2 separate regions of the Mus musculus genome follow, and region 1 is linked to region 2. Evidence: chromatin contacts called from public HiChIP or PLAC-seq data. All regions are on one chromosome and are shown on one strand. Each heading gives the region's core, a stretch centred on a gene start, on an enhancer-like site or on the middle of the called end of the contact. The rest is flanking DNA. Distances are from core to core; before and after follow the strand shown.

Region 1 (2,726 bases), core at 78-2,577, 330 kb after region 2:
CCTGACTATAGTTCTGTCTCTGTCCACAGGAGTCAGGGCAGGACCTCTCATTATTCATCTCTTTTCTATATAGATTCAAGTTCCCCTATCTTGGAACCTGTCCTTGCTGGTTTGTGTTGAATGATCTCACAATTGACCTCTAAGGACAGCTATACAAGGAGAGGGCAAGGGATAGCCTCACTGAGAGATCCCAGTTCCCTGGTTTCCTCTGCCAGTCACTTCTTTCCCACAGAGAAACTTCAGGGAAGATGTTGTGTGGGAACATTCTGGAAAGATGCTGATCTCTTCTCAGATTCATTTGTTCCCAGGCACTGCGTAGATGCCTCAGTTGGTATGAGGTCATGCCTCTACACACACACACACACACACACACACACACACACACACACACACACACACACACACTTCTGTGTGTGTGTCTCTTCTGCTTCCTCTCTCTGTGACCCTGTCAGAAACAGAGATACCAGAGATCTAGATTTGTGTGCAAAAGTGTTTATTGATTAGAAACTTTTTGTTCAGCTAAATTAAAGGGAGTCAGCAACAGGTTTCATGAGGACAGATGCTGACATGCAGTGCAAACAGAGGACTCGGTTCTTCCCAACTATGATCTTGGCAGTAGCCGATGAATGAAGGTACAAAGTGCTGGCACTGGAGCTAAAATATCCCATCCAAGTGAACTGGAACCACTGGATACATGGGACTGTCCTGAGGAGTTCTGGGGTCACAGGCAACTGTGTAGTACTTCATTGATCTTGTTGTTCGGTATCTGCAGTTGGAATAATGACTGGCCGGAGTTGTGAGTATACAGATAGTTACTTGTACCCGATTTGAACTATCATGACAATTTCTACTTATCCCATTTTTGCAGATCTTACGTGGATTATGACACACACGGACAACATTAGCAAAAGTTGTATGAAGAAAAGTATTTATGTCTTTACACACTCCTGTGTAACTGTTAACGGCCCGCATTGCATCATCACATCGGGGATAGGCTCTGTTATAGATATGCTGGATGTCAAACCACCGGGAGGGGGTCAATGGCTGGCATGAGGCAAGCATTAGGACATGTCCCAGCAGCAGCAGGAGACAAAGTCGAGACTCAAGTTGCTCCAGACCCATGTTTCCTGTGAGAACAGAAGAGAAGCGGCTATTCCCACCCTAACTCTGTTTTCCCTATCTCTTCCTGAAGGCCCTCTGTTGTCACTTGGGTCCACAGTGTCACATTTTCTGGACACTGTCCCATCATTTGCCACCCTGTCCCAGACCTAGACAGTCAGTGTCTTACCCAGTCTGCTTTGTGGCTCCCGTGGAACTGAGCGCTGGCTGTCCTGGAAATCAGGGATAATGGGTGAGTTCCACTTGGGCCCATAGATATAGAGCAGGCTCTGTGGGTGGAGCTGGTGGCTCAGAGTCTTCAACATGCAGAACCCACACATTGGTACATTGCCTGCTGATGCAACCAGCCTTCTATTTCTTCACTTGGTCAAGCCATGGTGCTACTGTTTCCATTTTGAGGAATCAAATCCAAGTCCTTTTATGCAATGCAGTTTGAAGTCTGAATCTGAACTCTACATAGAAATCTCTGTATTGCCTGTTGATTGGCTGCACACTTATGACTGTTCTCGGTAATGGACAGACCAAGTTTTCTACTAGCCTGTCTACACATTTATTAACCAAGCCAGGATCATAAGAGATATTGACATTTCTATCCTTGATCTTTAAAATTTTATGATGTTGTAGTGTGCAGAGATGGCTAAGTGGATAAGAGCACTTGATGCTCTCCCAGAGGACCCAACGTTGGTTTCAGCACCTATGCTGGGTGGCTTACAACTGCCTGCAACTGCATTTCAGGACATCTGACGTCGTCTAATAGCATCTGTTGGCATGTTCACACACATGTGCACAGACACACAGAGACACATAGGTGAAAATAAGTCTTAGGGATCGGTGAGATGTCAGTGCTTAAGAGAGCTTCCCCTCTTCCAGATTCCTTCCCTTCGAGAGGACCCTAGTATGCCACCCAGAGGCCACACTGCATAGTATTTTTCTGATTGTTTCCTGTATAAGATTCATTTCTACATTTCCAACTACCCACATTTGCCTCCAGAACTAGTATTATTTTTTTTTTCCATTTTTTATTAGGTATTTAGCTCATTTACATTTCCAATGCTATACCAAAAGTCCCCCATATCCACCCACCCCCACTCCCCTGCCCACCCACTCCCCCTTTTTGGCCCTGGTGTTCCCCTGTACTGGGGCATATAAAGTTTGCAAGTCCAATGGGCCTCTCTTTCCAGTGATGGCTGACTAGGCCATCTTTTGATACATATGCAGCTAAAGACAAGAGCTCCGGGGTACTGCTTAGTACATATTATTGTTCCACCTATAGGGTTGCAGTTCCCTTTAGCTCCTTGGCTACTTTCTCTAGCTCCTCCATTGGGAGCCCTGTGATCCATCCATTAGCTGACTGTGAGCATCCACTTCTGTGTTTGCTAGGCTCCGGCATAGTATCAAAAGAGACAGCTACATCTGGGTCCTTTCGATAAAATCTTGCTAGGGTATGCAATGGTGTCAGCGTTTGGATGCTGATTATGGGGTGGATCCCTGGATATGGCAGTCTCTATGTGGTCCATCCTTTCATCTCAGCTCCAAACTTTGTCTCTGTAACTCCTTCCATGGGTGTTTTGTTCCCAATTCTAAGGAGGGGCATAGTGCCCACACTT
Region 2 (2,735 bases), core at 49-2,548:
TTACATATGGCCTTCTCTTCTTAGGTCTCTTACCAGTAGGGCCGAGGGCAGGCAATCCGCTGAGAAGTCACTTTGCAGATAAGGAGACAATTACAGGGGCATCGGACATACTTCTTTCCTGGAGGTGCATTCTTGATGGGCTAGAGAACAATGAATAAAGGAACAATGGGCATTTCAGCAGAGAAGCCCATTATCCCAGTCCTCTGCAAGGACATTACTGAGAAAGAGAATCAGACATTTGAGATATACAAATGTTGCCAGCAGAGTAGAGTGTGCCTGTGAGACTGGGGCAGGAAGATTGCAGAGTCTGATGGGAACCCGGGTCATTGTGAGATCGTCTCAGAAAAGCAGAGAACCCCAAAATACAAAAATCAAAAGCAACTGCAACAACTGCCAGTGAGAACTACACTTCAGGTCCAGGAAAGATCAAAAAGTGAGAGCTTGGTGAACGTTATTTTTAGTGAGTGGCTTCTAAAGAAATGGCTGCTGCAAGATGCAGGAACTGAAAGTTTCATGAACAGGGTGTTGAACCAGAAAGAGGATCCAGGAAACAAGGCCCATTCTGCAGATAGTTATAACTCACAGTGGCTTCGTTGCAGACACCACATTTGACTACATGCTGATGCATCTTGCCTTCCACGTTGATCGGAGACTGACAGACGCGACAGGTAATCATGGGGGCACTCCCACTATCCGGGCTAGTCAAGGGTGAGTAGGGGGGTGGGTCCTCTCCAGGCAACACGGCTGGATGTCCCTCAGGGAACGGGGGAAATGCTACGAAGAGGAAGCAGATAAACCCAAAATCATCATTCGAACACTTCCCACGGATGCTCCACGGACGTGGGGAACCCTCTGAGTAAGCTCGATCCGCTGCTCACAAAAAAAGCGCTCAGATCAGTTTCCTCAAAACCCGCTTTCAGGCCAGGCTTAGGCAGTGATTGCGGACCGAGGATGCCTCGCCCCGTGACAGGTGCCACGGGGCCACACCTGGCGCGGAAGCAGGCTCCGCCCCCTGACCCGATCCGCCCCTAGGCCTGCGTGCACCTCAGACCTCCGGCTTACCCTGGGGCGGGGCATGTTTACCGGCTCCGTACGGAGGTGCGGAGGGCGTCAGGCCTCCACCGGGCCCGGTCGCGCTCCCGCCCGGGCCCGCTAAGCCGTTGCCACCAGCGCCGCCATCGCCGGCCTCGGAGAGCAGCGGGGAGCGCTCTCCGTCTGCCGCCATGGCGACTCCCGCTCGGTCAGCGACCAGCTCCCGCCGCCGCTGCCACCGCCGCCGCCGCCGTCGCTACCGGGTCCCTAAGGCGCCTGCGCGCCGCGTTCGCCCGCAGCCAGTGCCGCCCCGCTCACGTGACAGGCTGGCCCCGCCCCTCTGCGCTGTCATTCGTGGACCTGAAACAGTTCCCGGTTTGTAAGGGAGCGTCCCTTCTCCATTGGAGAGAGACGTGTCACGTCACTGTCACATGGTCTTCCCGTAGCTGCTGAGTCCGTAAACACTGCACGTGACTCGAAGTTGTGCGAGCGATTGGAAGTGGGGCGGTCGCGCTACCTCCGGCCCAGGTGGGCGGCTGCCCCGCACGCGTCACGTGCGCAGCCTGTCGCGTGAGTCGCTCCTCATTGGGCCCAAGTCTCCCGTGGGACGTAACCCTATTGGCCCAAATTTAGCGCCAGAACGTGAGGGCGGCTGCCTTCTGGCTGGCAGGGCTGGTATCCTGGGCCGCGGGAACCGCCCTAAAACCTGGACAAGAATCGAAAAGCCACCGGGAGCTTGAGGGCTTAGCACGCTTGTCTGACTTGGCACAAGGCCCCCGAGTAGTGGTGATGTGGTTGCGTATGCCTGTAAATGCAACACTTGGGGAGATGAGTTAGGAAAGGGAATTCCAGGGTAGCGGAGAGAAACACTGAACTACACAAGGAGGATCAGAATACAAGAGGGCGGGGCACTGGGAAGATGCGTTAGCGGTTAAGGGAACTTTCTGCTCTTTCAAAGGAGCCTAGTTTGAGTCCTAGGGCCGATGCTACCTGTAACTCTACCTCCTGGAGATTGTGCACCCGGCAGCTACATACACGTGGCTTAAGTGCGTGGGCACACACACATATATATAAAATAAAAACGTCCAAAGTTAAAAAAACAGAAGGTCACAGTGTAGGGCTGTAATCCCAGACTATGGAAGATGGAGACAGGAGGATCAGACATTCGGGTTTGGCTAAGAGTTTGAGACCAGCCTGAGCTATATGAAGACTGTCTAAAAGCCTAGTGCGCATGCTGAGTCTGAGGCTGGCTAAAGCAAGAGGATCATGAGTTTGAGTCCGATTTGACTCACAAACGGAAATGAGAGACTGTTCCTGTAGGATGGTTATGGTGATGCTATCTGGTGAACTTAATGGTAACCATGCTGGAAGCCCTAGGTTCCCTTTCAGCGCCTAAAAAAGATAATAATAATAATTTTTTTTTAATTCTGAAAATGTGCTGTACTACCACTGCTACATCCACAGTCTTTAGTTTTGAGACAAGATCCTGGCTTGGAATTTGGTGATTCTTCGCAAACCTCCCGGGTAATTGAGAATACAGGCATTTGCCTCTAAGCATAGCTGTAAAATTATAATTAATTCTACAAGTGTCTCTACAAGGGTTAAGGTTGGAACCAACCTGAAAGCCCCTCTCAAAGCATGTGTGCAAGTGCTGTCTACGGAAGCTGCCATGGGAGAAAAGCAACTAAAACCCCCTACAAATC

What was found. HiChIP or PLAC-seq counts read pairs in DNA pulled down with a chosen protein or histone mark.
Region 1: a contact with region 2 is called in an H3K4me3 HiChIP or PLAC-seq map of bone marrow-derived macrophages, with 2.5 times the contacts expected there. The contact joins the promoter of Rnase2a here to the promoter of Pip4p1 in region 2. A contact is called at or near these places in 4 of 115 datasets of contacts at active chromatin or transcription factors (bone marrow-derived dendritic cells, bone marrow-derived macrophages and extraembryonic endoderm stem cells).

Annotation. Positions count from the first base shown.
Region 1 is chr14:51,254,785-51,257,510 of GRCm38.p6, forward strand. Rnase2a (ribonuclease, RNase A family, 2A (liver, eosinophil-derived neurotoxin)) reads right to left here and starts at 1,328. Exons shown (of 2, transcript NM_053113.2): 1 at 1,289-1,328; 2 at 477-1,127. The coding sequence starts at 1,122. The coding sequence ends at 655.
Region 2 is chr14:50,929,551-50,932,285 of GRCm38.p6, forward strand. It overlaps Pip4p1 (phosphatidylinositol-4,5-bisphosphate 4-phosphatase 1), which reads right to left and starts at 1,299. Exons shown (of 7, transcript NM_001033271.5): 1 at 1,063-1,299; 2 at 584-774; 3 at 34-140. The coding sequence starts at 1,225.